Regions from separate parts of the Anas platyrhynchos genome. Here region 2 is linked to region 1. A link is a contact called in public Hi-C data. All regions are on one chromosome and are shown on one strand. Each heading gives the region's core, a stretch centred on a gene start, on an enhancer-like site or on the middle of the called end of the contact. The rest is flanking DNA. Distances are from core to core; before and after follow the strand shown.

Region 1 (6,370 bases), core at 404-2,903:
AGCAGCACCAACAGAGGCTGAGGAGAGCTCCCTGTAGAGCTCTGTTATCCCACCGTGGAAAAGAGCTGACCCCAAGGGGCTTCATAAGCAGACCCAAGCCAGTCCATTAAATACCTTCCCCAATTCCAAGCACCCCAAGCTAGCAGCTGAGAACAAACTACAGATAACAGGTGAACCACGCCAACACATCTGGACACAGCCTGGTTGTTTCCCTGACACTGCGGGGCCTTGAGCAGCACTGGCTCCCTGAGCTTTCCCCTTTTTTCTCTCACTTAGTTTTCCCCAAGATCTGAAAGCTCAGCTCAAGCCTTCAGATTTTACATAAATGCATTTTAACAAGAGTTATTGTATATAGAACAACATCGTGGACAGCTCAGCAGCCTTTGCTTTGACTAACAGGGGCATGAAGCCAGGCAGTGCAGTAAAGCTGATGGCCACAGAGCAGTGCTCTTCCTGCCAGGCTGCACAGCATCTTGCTCTTGTCAGCTGCAAGGCAGCGAGGTTCCCAGAAAAACAACTCCCACACTGCGAAACGCACCTGGTTTTAATGGGGTCATCATAGGTGATGCCCTTCGCCATCTCCTTCACTGACATCAGGGCTGCAAGAACAAGGCCAACAAGATCAGAGCATGCTCTCCACCCCCAGGCAGCAGACATAGGGGTAGACAGCAAGCCAGCCAGCACCTCTGGGTGCAGGAGCTCCGAGGGCTGCAGCCTGCTAGGTCTAGGGGCCTGCGACAGCACGCTCCCAGCTAAGCCAGGCAGTCAGACACCAGCTGAGGAGCTCGCAGTGGGATCCCTTTCCCAACCCCAGGGTGGAACATCACCGAGCACTGCACAGCAGGCAGCGCCCCTCCTGCTGCCCGACAGCTCTACAGACTTGCCCGCAGCCCACGGAGCTCCCAGCACTCACCTCTGCCCTCCGCCACGCTCTCCAGGATCTTCTCCTCCTCCTTCAGCTGCTTCTCCTTGGCTGACTCCTTCCGAGCTGGGGAGAGCCAGGGAAGCCGTTAGCTGGCCCCAGCACCCCCAGGCAGCCACCCAGCCCTGCCACCAGCTCCCCCCCCACCTTCCGCCTTCTCCTTGAGGTGCTGGTGCTGGTCCAGCAGGCTGATGTTAGACTGCGGCCCCAGGGGGATGTCATCCTCGTCGCCGCGCTGCTCCCCGCCGCTGTCCCGCTGCTCCTCCTCCGACACCACCTTCCGCCGCATCTGCAGCAGCTTCTGCAGCTGGGGGGCACCGCGGGGAGGCCGGGTGAGAGGCGCCGCACCGGGACGGGGCCCCCCCGTGCCCCCCGTACCCCTCACCCCCCGTTACCATCTGCTGCTTGCGCTGCTTCACCGGCACGTAGGGCACGTAGTCAGCGTCATCCTCCTCCCCGGACAGCTCGGGCGACTCGGCCGCCTCCTCCCGCTGCCTCTGCGGGGAGAAACGAGGTGAGGGCGGGGAGCGGCGGCGGCCCCGGGGGGCTGAGGGGCCCGGGGGGGGTCTCGGCCTCACCTTCCTGCCCGCCGCGGCCTCCATGGCGCCGTCACCCCGGATACAAAATGGCGCCCGGCGGAAGTGCCGCGCTGTCGCCTAGCAACGGCACGAGCCGTCCCCCCTCCTTCCGCATTCGCTACGGGTCGCCTCGGAGGACAAATTTCCTCAGAAAGCGAAAGCTCTCCGCCCCCCCATCCCTTTTTAGCTCCCCCCCCCAGGGCGCAGAACAAAAGCAGCAGAGGCCGGGGTTAAATAAAATAAAAAATTAAAAAGTTCTTTATTGGGTCCAGCACGGGCCTTTCTTCTCCGCGGGGAGCCGGGCGGAGAGGGGCGAGGGGACGGCCGGGGCGGGGGCGACCCCGCGGTGAGGGGGAAGGAAAGGGGCAAAGGGAGCCCCGGGGGTCCCGCGGGGCAGGAGAGCACCGGGACCCCCCCCACGGATGGGGGGGACCCCACAGAGGAGAGCCGGGGGGACCCCCGGGGAGGGCGGTGGCGAGGGGCACAGTGAGGAGAGCGGAGCGGCCGGGGGCGGGGGGCGGCCCCGCGCCTCACTGCGCTGCGCTGGAAGTGGTTTTCTTCAGGGTGAAGTTGGTCCAGTTCACGGCCACCTTCTGGCGCGTCTGCTTGGCAGAGTCCAGACAGAACCTGTGGGGGAAAAGGAGGGAGCCCCCATGAGCCCGCAGCCCCCCCGAGCAGCCCCGGGGTGAGAGCCAGCTCCGGGACATGGCCCCCATCCCCGTCCCGCCTCACCTCTTGAAATACTCCACTTCTCGGTCAGTCTCGTCCATCTCTACCCCGTCTAAGTCCTTGGGCAGGAACACGTCGTCTGGCAAGGCAGAAAACACAAGTTCAGCACCACACGGCAGCAACACCACACCCAGCTCCCTCCCATCACGGTTCTCCCAGGAACAGGACTCCCCCACCAGGACACGGGGATGGGAACGGGGTGGCAGCGGGCAGGGGAAGGGACCGCAGAAGGGATGGGCTGGCACTCACCGATGGAGGTACTGGATTTCTCCACCTTGTTGCGGCTCTTCCTGCTCTTGCCCTTGGGCTGCGGGGACCCCCCCCGAGCAGTGGGGTGAGGCAGCTGCCGGTCCCCGGGGGCCGCGCTGGGCGGTGGTGCCGGATCCTGCAGCTCGGCTTTGCCCTCTCCCCTCCGGCCCTTCCAGTCGCCGCTCCTCTCCTTCTCCTGCCTGGCTCCGCCGCAGCCCCAGGGCTGCCCCTTGCTGCCCTCCAGCACCTCGCTGCAGCCACCTGCCCGCTGCGGCTCCGCGGCGCCGGGCTTCGAAGGGTGCTTGGTTCCCAGCACCTGCCCCTTCGCCCCAGGGCTCTCCAGCCTGGCTTGGCCCCCGGGCGCCGCAGCAGCACCGTCCCCCTTCTTGGCCTGCCCGCTCTGCCGCTTATTTTTCCGCTGCCGGCCTCCCGCCGGTGCCTGCTCCGCTGGCTCCAGCCCCTTGGGCTGCGGCCCTTCCTTGGGCTCCGGGCTCAGCCCGCTACCGTCCACGGCGGAGTCCGTGGCCTTGGACTGCACCCAGATCATGCGGGACAGGCTGGGCACGGCGCTGAGGCGCTTCACCACACCGTTCTCAGCCAGCGGGGCCGGCGGCGGCGGCTCCCCCGGCCCCTCGCCCCATCGGGGGCCCAGCTCGCCCCGCAGCAGCGCGTGGCTCTTGGCGGGGCCCAGGCTGAGCGGGGCGAGGGCCAGGTCTATGTCCTGCAGGTCGGAGGAGCCGTTGAGGTGGGAGAGCAGGTTCTTCTGCTCCAGGACAGCTGCCTTCTTGGGGAAGTCGTTGACGTCCAGGTTGAGGTCATAGACGCTGAAGCTGGCCCGGATGGAGTCCTTGATGGTGTTCTTGATCTCCTGCAGCCGGCTGCTGAGGAAGCTGTTGACTCGCTCCAGCTCTAGCTCCGGCCACTCCAGCAGCTTCTCCTCGGCCGGCTCCCTGCTCTGGCTGGCTGCAGGGGCGCGCTCTGCACGCTTCTGGGCCTCCGCTTCCAGCTGGGCTTTCTCCTTCTCCTGCAGCACAGGCAAAGAAGATCAGATGGGTCAGAGACAGGCACACAGGCTGGCCTTGTCAGGCAGAAAATCAAGGGCCAGTCCTCAGTGTGGCTTTCCCATGTCTTCCACAGCTGCCAGGCTGTCGGGTGTCCCCTGTGGGCACCACAGCAGCCACCGCTCTGGGCACGAGGCAGCAGCAAACAGCAGAAGCTGTCACAGCACTGCCTCTCTCCACTGCAGAGGCATGGTGTTTATCAGAGCCCCATGGTGTTTAACAGAGCAGTCTGGCCCCCCCAGGCGCTTTGGGTATCCTCTGTGTGAACAGAGGTGCGGGGAAGCCCCCCATGGAGCTGGGGGGTGAAGGGATAGTAAAGGATGCAGAACCCAAAAGGATGAAGTGAGAGAAAGCCCTGCAAGGAGCAGGCTTGGCCTGACCTTCCAAGATTTGGACAGGCCTCCCCCCCACACGCTGTCCCCACCCTGCACAACAGGACGTGGCACAGAGCAGCCCTTCCCTCTGCCCAGCCTCACCTTCTTCTTCTGCTTGTGCCGTGCCCGCTTGGCCGCCTTGGCACTGTTCAGGGGCTTGGGCTCCGTGCTGTTGATGTAGTCCAGCAGCTCGTCCACATTCCGGTGGTCCACAGCCGGCTCTCCCGAGCTGCTGTTGTGCCCTAGCTTCTGCGGCAGCTCCTCTTTCCTCTTGGTGAGGCGTGAACGCAGCTTCTCCCGGATCTCGGCGTAGTTGCGGCTTGTGGGAGCGGCTGGGGGCTGCGGGAGGGATGAAACCCGTCAGGCTTGGCAGGCACAGGGACCAGCACGATGCACAGGGAGCCACAGCTCCCACATAGGTCCCCCACTACCCTCCCCAGCCGCTCCTGTCCCTGAGGTCTCAGCGGGATGAGTGAGCACAGCCCCTGACAAACTCTTCCAAGCCACAGGCAGGAGGCTGGGAGCAAGGGGACCAACAAGCTGATGAGGCAGGAGGGAAATCAACGGGATAAAAATCCAGTCAGAGAACAACTGCAGCCCAAGCTCCCCACTTCCCACCCTCCACACGCTGATTTCACAACTTCACAGCACACAGCAGAGCCCCAGGACCGGGGGTGGCTGCAGAGCGGCCCCTTGCTCACCGCGTTGTGGCCGAAGAACTCGCAGTAGCAGCAGTCGCAGAACTTGCCGTCCTTCTGGTTGGTGGAGGAGGAGGTGCAGGAGCTGCGCTCCGAGCTGCTGTCCTCGTCCTCCCCGAGCCCCTCGTCCGCCTCGCAGGGCTGCGGCGGGTGGCAGCCAGTGCCGTTGGGGAACTTGTGCCCTTTGCAGGAGGGGTCCCTGGGGAGAAGGGCAAAGAGGTGAGGGTGAACCCAGGGGCTCAGAATCACCCGGCGCTAGGTGTAGGAGCACCCCTCGACCCCACAGCACAATTCGCAGGGTGTATAAACCCCATCCCCTGCACCCTCCACGGGTGCTCAGCGTGCTCCCTTCCCAGGCACAGGCAGCCCAAAAAGGGCCGGAGGAGCAGGTGAGCAGAACCAGCGGTCCACGGGCTTCGTCTTCTCAAGGACCTTTGCCCAATCCCTCGGGTCTCACTGATAAAATTCCTGGTGGCCACCAGCAGGCTGGCCAGGCAGCTCCTCTGGGTCTTTTATCTGGAGGAGGAACAAGCCAGCAGTGTCTTCTGCACCACAGCACTACAGGACAACCACCCAGAGGAGACACACGGGGAGAAAACCACCTTAACCCTCCAAAACTGTGGGTCTGCGGCAACAGAACCGGCCCGAGAACACGGCAGCTCCGCACCACCGCTCCCTTCACGTGGAAAAAAGGCCCCTCCTCGGGCAGGGGCTGGAGAAGGGGCGCGTTGGCCAGGAGGAGAGGCTGGCAGCACGCGGGGGTCGCCCACTCACCTGTTGGTGCCGGGCAGCTGGTGGGAGGCAGGCGGAGGGATGAGCGAAGTGCTGCAGTGCCCGTTGCACGGGTGGGCGCAGCCGGAAAGCGGAGGCGGCATCTTCAGCAGCGGCACGTTGGCGGGGGGCAGGTGGGGGCTCTTGCACGACCCCGGCCCGTGGGAGGCGACGCCAGCGGGAGGGGGCTCGGAGGCTGGTTTCGGGGCTGCCGCCTGCACGCTGGGCGCGGGGAAGAGCGCGGGCTGCGGGGAGGAGCCCGGCGGGACGTGCGGAGGGGAACCGAAGGGCCCCGGGTGGGCAGGGGGCTGCTTGGGGGGCACCAGCGCCGGCGGCTGCGAGGGGAGGCCGGTGGGGCTGTTGGGAGGAGCAGTGAGGTCCGAGTGCTGATGGTGCTCTGAGGAGTGGAAGGCCTCACCTGCGGGCGGGCAGAAGCAGAGCTGGTCAGGTGCTGGCTGTCCTACATGGGTCAGGGTCGTGCTCAGGGCCACCCCCACCCAAAATCGCACAGGTCCCTCAGCACGAGCTCCACTCCAGCCTAGAGAAGGCTCCCAGGGCTCTGCTCGTGCCCAGAGGTGCCACAGCACCTCTGCTCTCCGGGCTGCTTCTCCACGGCACCATCCCCACCTCCCCGCTTGGGACGTGGGCTCGAAGCCACCCCCGCTCCCCAGGAGCCTCGGCAGCCCCTTGTCTCCCCCACAGGACCTGGCCCAGCCCCACACGAGGGGCAAAGAGGAGAAGGCGGCGCAGAGCAGCGGGCTGGGAGGACGGGGCACGCACCTGGCGGGGTGGCCCTCCGGCACATGCTTTTGAACTGCTTGGGCAGCGTCTTGCAGAAGTCGAGTGAGGTAGGCAGAGGCGAGCCCGGGGCGGCGCTGCCGGCTGCGGGGGAGGCCGCGTGGCTGTAGGGACAGCCCTTGAGCCCCGGCGCCGCGGCAGGAGCCTGGCCGACACACTCTGGGGAGAGCGCCAGGCTGGGGTGCTTGTC
Region 2 (5,638 bases), core at 1,707-4,206, 110 kb before region 1:
TCAGCTAGGAAATCTTTTACATGCAACATTATTAGCTGGATAGATGTCAGTGATCTGGTTCAGGTGTTTTGGGGTGGAGGGAGAAAACAAGATATGTGTAGGAATAGTGGTAATTACTGCAGGACAGTAGGCTTTGGTACAGGAGCTTTTGTAGGAAAGACTGCTTTGGAGAATCATAACCTTTTTGCTTTTCTTCCTTCCACAGACTCAATGAAGGAGGAAGCCCGAGCCCTGTTTAGGAGCCAGATGAAGGTAATTCTGAATTGGCTGTACTCATCCTGTCTACTTTGGGGTTCATTCTTGCTTTCTGGCTCCTATCCACTGAAAATTAAAGCCTGCTTCAGCTTTCTGCAATGGGAAGTCGTCAGTGTGAGGTCGGGAGCTAAAGGGGAGATTGCTTCAGGCCCTGTTCAGCTGGGCGTCAGTGTTTCTGTGTTTATGTTAGGGTGGTGGGAGGCAGGGCAGGATAGTGACCAGAATTTTCTGGACATGCCTATAGATAATGTTGTCAGTAGCTGTAGTAAAAAAGTCACTTTACTTTCTGAACTCTAATTTCTCTGGACGCTCTGAGTTGCTGCTGTAGTCGGCTGCATAGACTCATGAACTCTTTGTTTCAGGATGGGCAGGGTGAAGAGGATGATGAGGATGGTGCCAGTGAGGCTGCCAGTTTGGAGGAGCCCAAAGAAGAAGATCAGGGTGAGGGATACCTGTCAGAGATGGATAACGAACCCCCTGTGAGTGAGAGTGACGATGGCTTCAGTGTCCATAACGCACCTTTACAGTCACACACGCTAGCCGACTCCATCCCCAGCAGCCCGGCCTCCTCACAGTTGTGAGTATCCATGAAACTCTATCATGCAGGTGCAAATCCCAGGCTGTTTTGTGGAGGGAACATAGGATTCTCATTTCTGTTTTGCTGACTGAGTGGGTCCACAGAGGGAATTTGATTTGTCTGGCACTAGATTCTCCTTACTCACAAGTGCAGTGTGCAGACAGTGCACTCATGAGTAAGATTCCTTTTTTTTTATTTCTGTCTCTGGCAGGGGTTAGTGTAGGTATAGCAAAGGCAAAATAAACTAAGGTTTTTCTGCTTCAAGGCAGTAAGTATGGAGACTTATGATGGATGTCTTACTTTTTTTTTTCTCAGCTCAGTGTGCAGTGAGGATCAGGAAGCAATACAGGCCCAGAAGATCTGGAAGAAAGCCATCATGCTAGTTTGGAGAGCGGCAGCTAATCACAGGTGAGTTTGATGTCTTGAGAATTGGCAGAAGGAAGTAAATAATCCCAGACAAGCCTGTACTCTCCCATCTCTGAGGCTTACCGGGCTTGTAAGGGTAATGGGGAGATGACGAATCAAATTGTTGCTGATAGCAGACAAACATGACAGCATGAAACAAATATTTGAGGATTGTTCCTTTATCAGCAAGGATAGGGCATTCAGTAGATTCTTTCTCTCTGCAGGTATGCTAATGTCTTCCTCCAGCCTGTGACTGATGATATAGCACCAGGCTACCACAGTATTGTGCAAAGGTGAGTCTCAGCAGTCTCGTGTCATTAGATCTCTGGTATATTTGTGTAGGAATTTCTGGCAGGAAGGTCCAGTCTTCATTTGTAATTCAAACTGCAAGACTTGGAAAATACTTTTCTTCTGGCATCTCACAGTCAGAAACAGATTTCCCTAAGAAAAGAGTCATCTTCAGATCTTCAGTAATAGACACAAGTCTTTACCCAGCCCTGTCCTTGAATGAAGTAAGCTGACTTGCACAGAACATTTTTTGTCAGTAAGGTAGTATGTGACTATCATCAGGTTCTCAGTTTTTGTCTGGGGGTAGAGTTTAATCTTTGAGACTCCAAAAACTTTGATGGAGCTCTTTTACTGTCTCAGACAGTGGACTTTTCTGGGAGAGTTAACAGAACCCACTGCTAGCCTCAGAAATCTCTGTAAACAGTTCAATGGCTGCAGTTTTAGTTCTCTGTTATCTCCCTCAGTGATGCCTGGAGAAGACAAATGTCTCTCAAGGCATCTGTTATGTACTGTCACCATTTATGGTAACTGCTGGACAGCTTGTGTCTCCTGATTTGAGGCCTTGGAACTCAGGAACGCAGCCTATGTGGGGGAGAAGATATTCTGCCAATTAAATAGATTGTCTAATTAGACATGTCACAGACCCAAGGCTGCTTGCAAATGACAGGGGAAAGAAGTAGGTATGTCTGTTGCTATGCTGAATGCATTTCTTTCATAGGCCAATGGATTTATCTACAATCAAAAAGAATATTGAGAATGGGCTGATACGAACCACGGCTGAGTTCCAGCGTGATATTATGCTGATGTTTCAAAATGCAGTTATGTACAACAGCTCAGACCATGATGTGTACCACATGGCTGTGGAGATGCAGCGAGATGTCCTGGAGCAGATCCAGGTAAAGTACTGAGCTGAGACAGGAGCAGTACAGAACAGAGCATCTGCTTTGGTCCGCAGGTGTAGGAAACACTTGTGGATATAAGACCACACTTTCACTCACAGGGACTTTGAATTAAGTAGTCCCATTTTTCCTGCATCTGTCTTGTGCTAGGTGTTTGTGGTGAGCTGATTGTGGATAGGTTAAAATTACACAGTAAAATGTCAGTTAGGTTCAGCCCAGACCAATTTCAAATCTAATTTCCTTCAGGGGATGTAGATATGCTTAGGCCAGCAAGAAGCAGGGCGTGGTTCAGGAACAGAAACAAGCAACAAGATCAGTGAATGACAGGGGACGCGATTGCTTCTTTTGGTGGCTCTGCTGGCTTAAAGTGTATATGAAACTAGCCTGTGAATATGATTTAAAATTCCTTACGAAGTGGAATGTCCCAACAGCCAGGGCTAACACAGTTTGCAATGGATTTTTATAGTCCCTCCAGACTTGTGGCTTCTGAGGTAAATGGGGGAACTTACTCTGAGCAGCAAACAAGGAACTGAAACTGCCTCTGACCCAATCATTCCCAGCCCTGTGGTTTTTGATGGTTAAGTGACAAGCACTAACTGAGCTTGTTTTGCTTGAGAATCTTAACAGAGTGTGGTTTTCCTGCAGCAATTTCTGGCCACGCAACTGATCATGCAAACATCAGAGTCGGGGATCAGTGCAAAGAGCCTGCGTGGGCGAGACTCCACTCGCAAGCAAGATGCTTCGGAGAAGGTGAGAATGCTGCACCCTGCAGAAGGGCAGTTGGTATCTTTTGGAGAGTTTCGAGATACTGCATGAAGTTCCCATAAAAAAGATGTGCAAAATGTTTTTTTGAGATCAAAATAGCTTCAACATCTTCATGTGAACAAACAGTATTTTTCTTTAAATGTGTCCACTGACTGGATTTCAGCTCTGGAGCTGTGTGTCATCCCAGAGGCAGGTTAATAATCATGAGTTACTCCTGTAACCCCTATGTTTGTTCCCTGATTTTAAAAACAAGTATATCAAAACTGTAGGGAAATGAGTAGACTATCAGAAGAAGTGGGATATGGCAGGAAGGTGAAAATGTAGAGATCTGGAAGCCCAGCCTCTGCCGTGTTCTTCACTTCCAAGTCAAGTTCCTAGAACCAGGGAATTACTCCAGTCTGGTTTGCTGTTTAAAACACACCATGGAACCTTTGACTTCCACACTGATCTGAACTAATAGCAGTATAGTATATATATATAGTATATATATTTTTTTTTTTTCTTTTTTCTTCTGTAAAGATGCATCTATGATTACATGACCTCACATGCTCTCAGCTGGCATACATAACATTGTAACAGCAAGGGCTGCCTGCTTCTTTCTAGTGGCAAGCATGGCTGATTGCACAGCGCAGCAATGGTTTGGTAGTCCAGGCATTGCTATAGTTGAGGAGGGAATATCCCTTTCCTAGCATTCTTACTCTCGCCATATCCCTCTTTTGTGCATTTATATGTTCCTGCTGCATAAGACTGAAGCCGTGCAGGAAGGGGAATGGGGCAGATGTTTCGCTATGCTCGTGTGTGGGCTTATTGCTTCTATGTGGTGTGTGCATTTCCCTATCTGATGAGTGCTTCTGTTTTGGCCTTTTAACAGGACAGTGTCCCAATGGGCTCTCCTGCCTTCCTTCTCTCTCTCTTTGTAAGTATTGAAAGGCGCTAGCAAGTACTGCTGGCAGCGTGCTCTGCTCCTTGTCTGGGTGATCACTGCACTGTCACAGCATCCTTAGCGTCGCAGCAGTGTGTGTTTAACATAGGGGCTGTACAACCATGATCACTAGAGAAGAAACATCTTAGTCCCTTCCTCTCAGCGTGGGTGAGTGGGTGGGGCTTCAGTCTTTCTTCTGGTTCCAAGCGTTCTTGTTTTGTCATCTGCCTGTGCTTTTTTCCACAACTGCTCTCCTGCTTTCTTTCCATGTAAGTGGGAAGACACGCCAAGTGGTGCAGTGCTGTAGTTCTGACATCTCTCATGCTTACACAGCTGCCCCTTCTTCACATTCAAGACAGTGCAAAGGGTCTGGGGAAAGTGAGGAATCAGCTGTGTACTCCTTTATCATTCATGGTCCAGAAAGCAAATAAGATACTCCGCAGAAATACCTTGCTCTGTGCCTCTGGTGATCTGGAAGTGTTTGGAAAGTATTCCCTCTGGGAAACCCCAAGTCTTTGAGTTGCGGGGAGGAGAGAGGGGAGGAAGATGGAGAGTTTTTTTTTTTCTCTCGCATATATCTAAAGACAGAGGAGTACTCCGGGAGAGTCAGCATGTCAGCCAGAGGGAGAGGGCAGCGGATCAAAGGAAGCTCTCAGCTCGCCTTCTACTCATGGAAAGGAGCTGTGCGGAGAAGCTAGGGAGCTAGTGCCAGGGTCACTCAACTGGAGGAGCACTTCCCGTAGGGATCAGCAGCTAATAAGGTAGGTTAGTCAGCAGTTTCCTCTTTCCATCTTAAGAGCCAAGCTAGAAATTGTCACTTAGGAGAAAGCCTGCAGTGTGCAGGCTCCAAAAGCACCTGTCTGGGTGAGAGCCTTGTTGCCTGTCTCTCCTGACTGCCAGCAATGCACAGAGATGCTGCAAATCCCAGCACCTGTGCTGTGTCCAGAGTGAACTTTAGGTAGGTCTGCAGACAGGCCTCCCCAGGCCTTCCTGTCAGAGCTTCCCTTTCTCCTGTTCAGAAGGCATGAAAAGTATTATTATTAGATGCACATTTCCTTACCACTGTGTGCTGGAGGAAGTGTTTTGTGTTTAGGGTTGCATAACTCATTTCTGTTAATGCCAGTCCTTTTGTTTGCCTTGTGACTAGGATGGAGGCACCAGAGGGCGTCGCTGTGCCATCGAGGCAGACATGAAGATGAAGAAATGATGCTGCAGACAGATAAGAAAACCCAGCACCTGGCATCCGGAGCTGGAGTGCAAGCAAGATGCTGTTAAAGCTGTTGGAGGAGGAAGAAAAGCTGCAGGTCTATTTCTGGGACCTGTTCCACCTTCTTGGCTTGACACTCTGGGAAGCAATTTCTCATCAGAATGTGTAACCCAAAGAAACTTCCTCGGAGGGGAAGACTAGCCCCCCTGCCTGTTCTAGGGCAGTCGTCTTGGGCTTCATCAGTGTTCTGGTGTTAGCTAGCAACTGGTGGCTCGTATGTACTGTAATGTGAAGTGTACAGATTTTTACTAGTGATGTGT

Evidence for each region. A called contact is a pair of places that touch in the nucleus more often than the background predicts.
Region 2: a contact with region 1 is called in a Hi-C map of skeletal muscle, with 2.2 times the contacts expected there. The contact joins the enhancer-like site here to the promoter of DDX41 in region 1. A contact is called at or near these places in 3 of 8 Hi-C or Micro-C datasets (liver, skeletal muscle and subcutaneous adipose tissue).

What each region holds. Positions count from the first base shown.
Region 1 is chr14:9,736,806-9,743,175 of IASCAAS_PekinDuck_T2T, reverse strand. DDX41 (DEAD-box helicase 41) reads right to left here and starts at 1,653. Exons shown (of 17, transcript XM_038186573.2): 1 at 1,501-1,653; 2 at 1,318-1,419; 3 at 1,070-1,229; 4 at 914-988; 5 at 539-599. The coding sequence starts at 1,524. It overlaps FAM193B (family with sequence similarity 193 member B), which reads right to left. Exons shown (of 9, transcript XM_038186562.2): 4 at 5,386-5,800; 5 at 4,615-4,810; 6 at 4,016-4,252; 7 at 2,479-3,502; 8 at 2,233-2,308; 9 at 1,731-2,127. The coding sequence ends at 2,031.
Region 2 is chr14:9,846,964-9,852,601 of IASCAAS_PekinDuck_T2T, reverse strand. NHP2 (NHP2 ribonucleoprotein) reads left to right here. Exons shown (of 31, transcript XM_072023476.1): 14 at 206-252; 15 at 618-832; 16 at 1,148-1,240; 17 at 1,462-1,530; 18 at 2,244-2,421; 19 at 3,070-3,174; 20 at 4,061-4,105. Among named protein-coding and RNA genes, the nearest start is that of NHP2, 13 kb to the left of the region's middle. Within about 2 kb of position 2,956, at least 1 of the 8 cell types and tissues checked has an H3K27ac peak or open chromatin away from gene starts, as enhancers often do.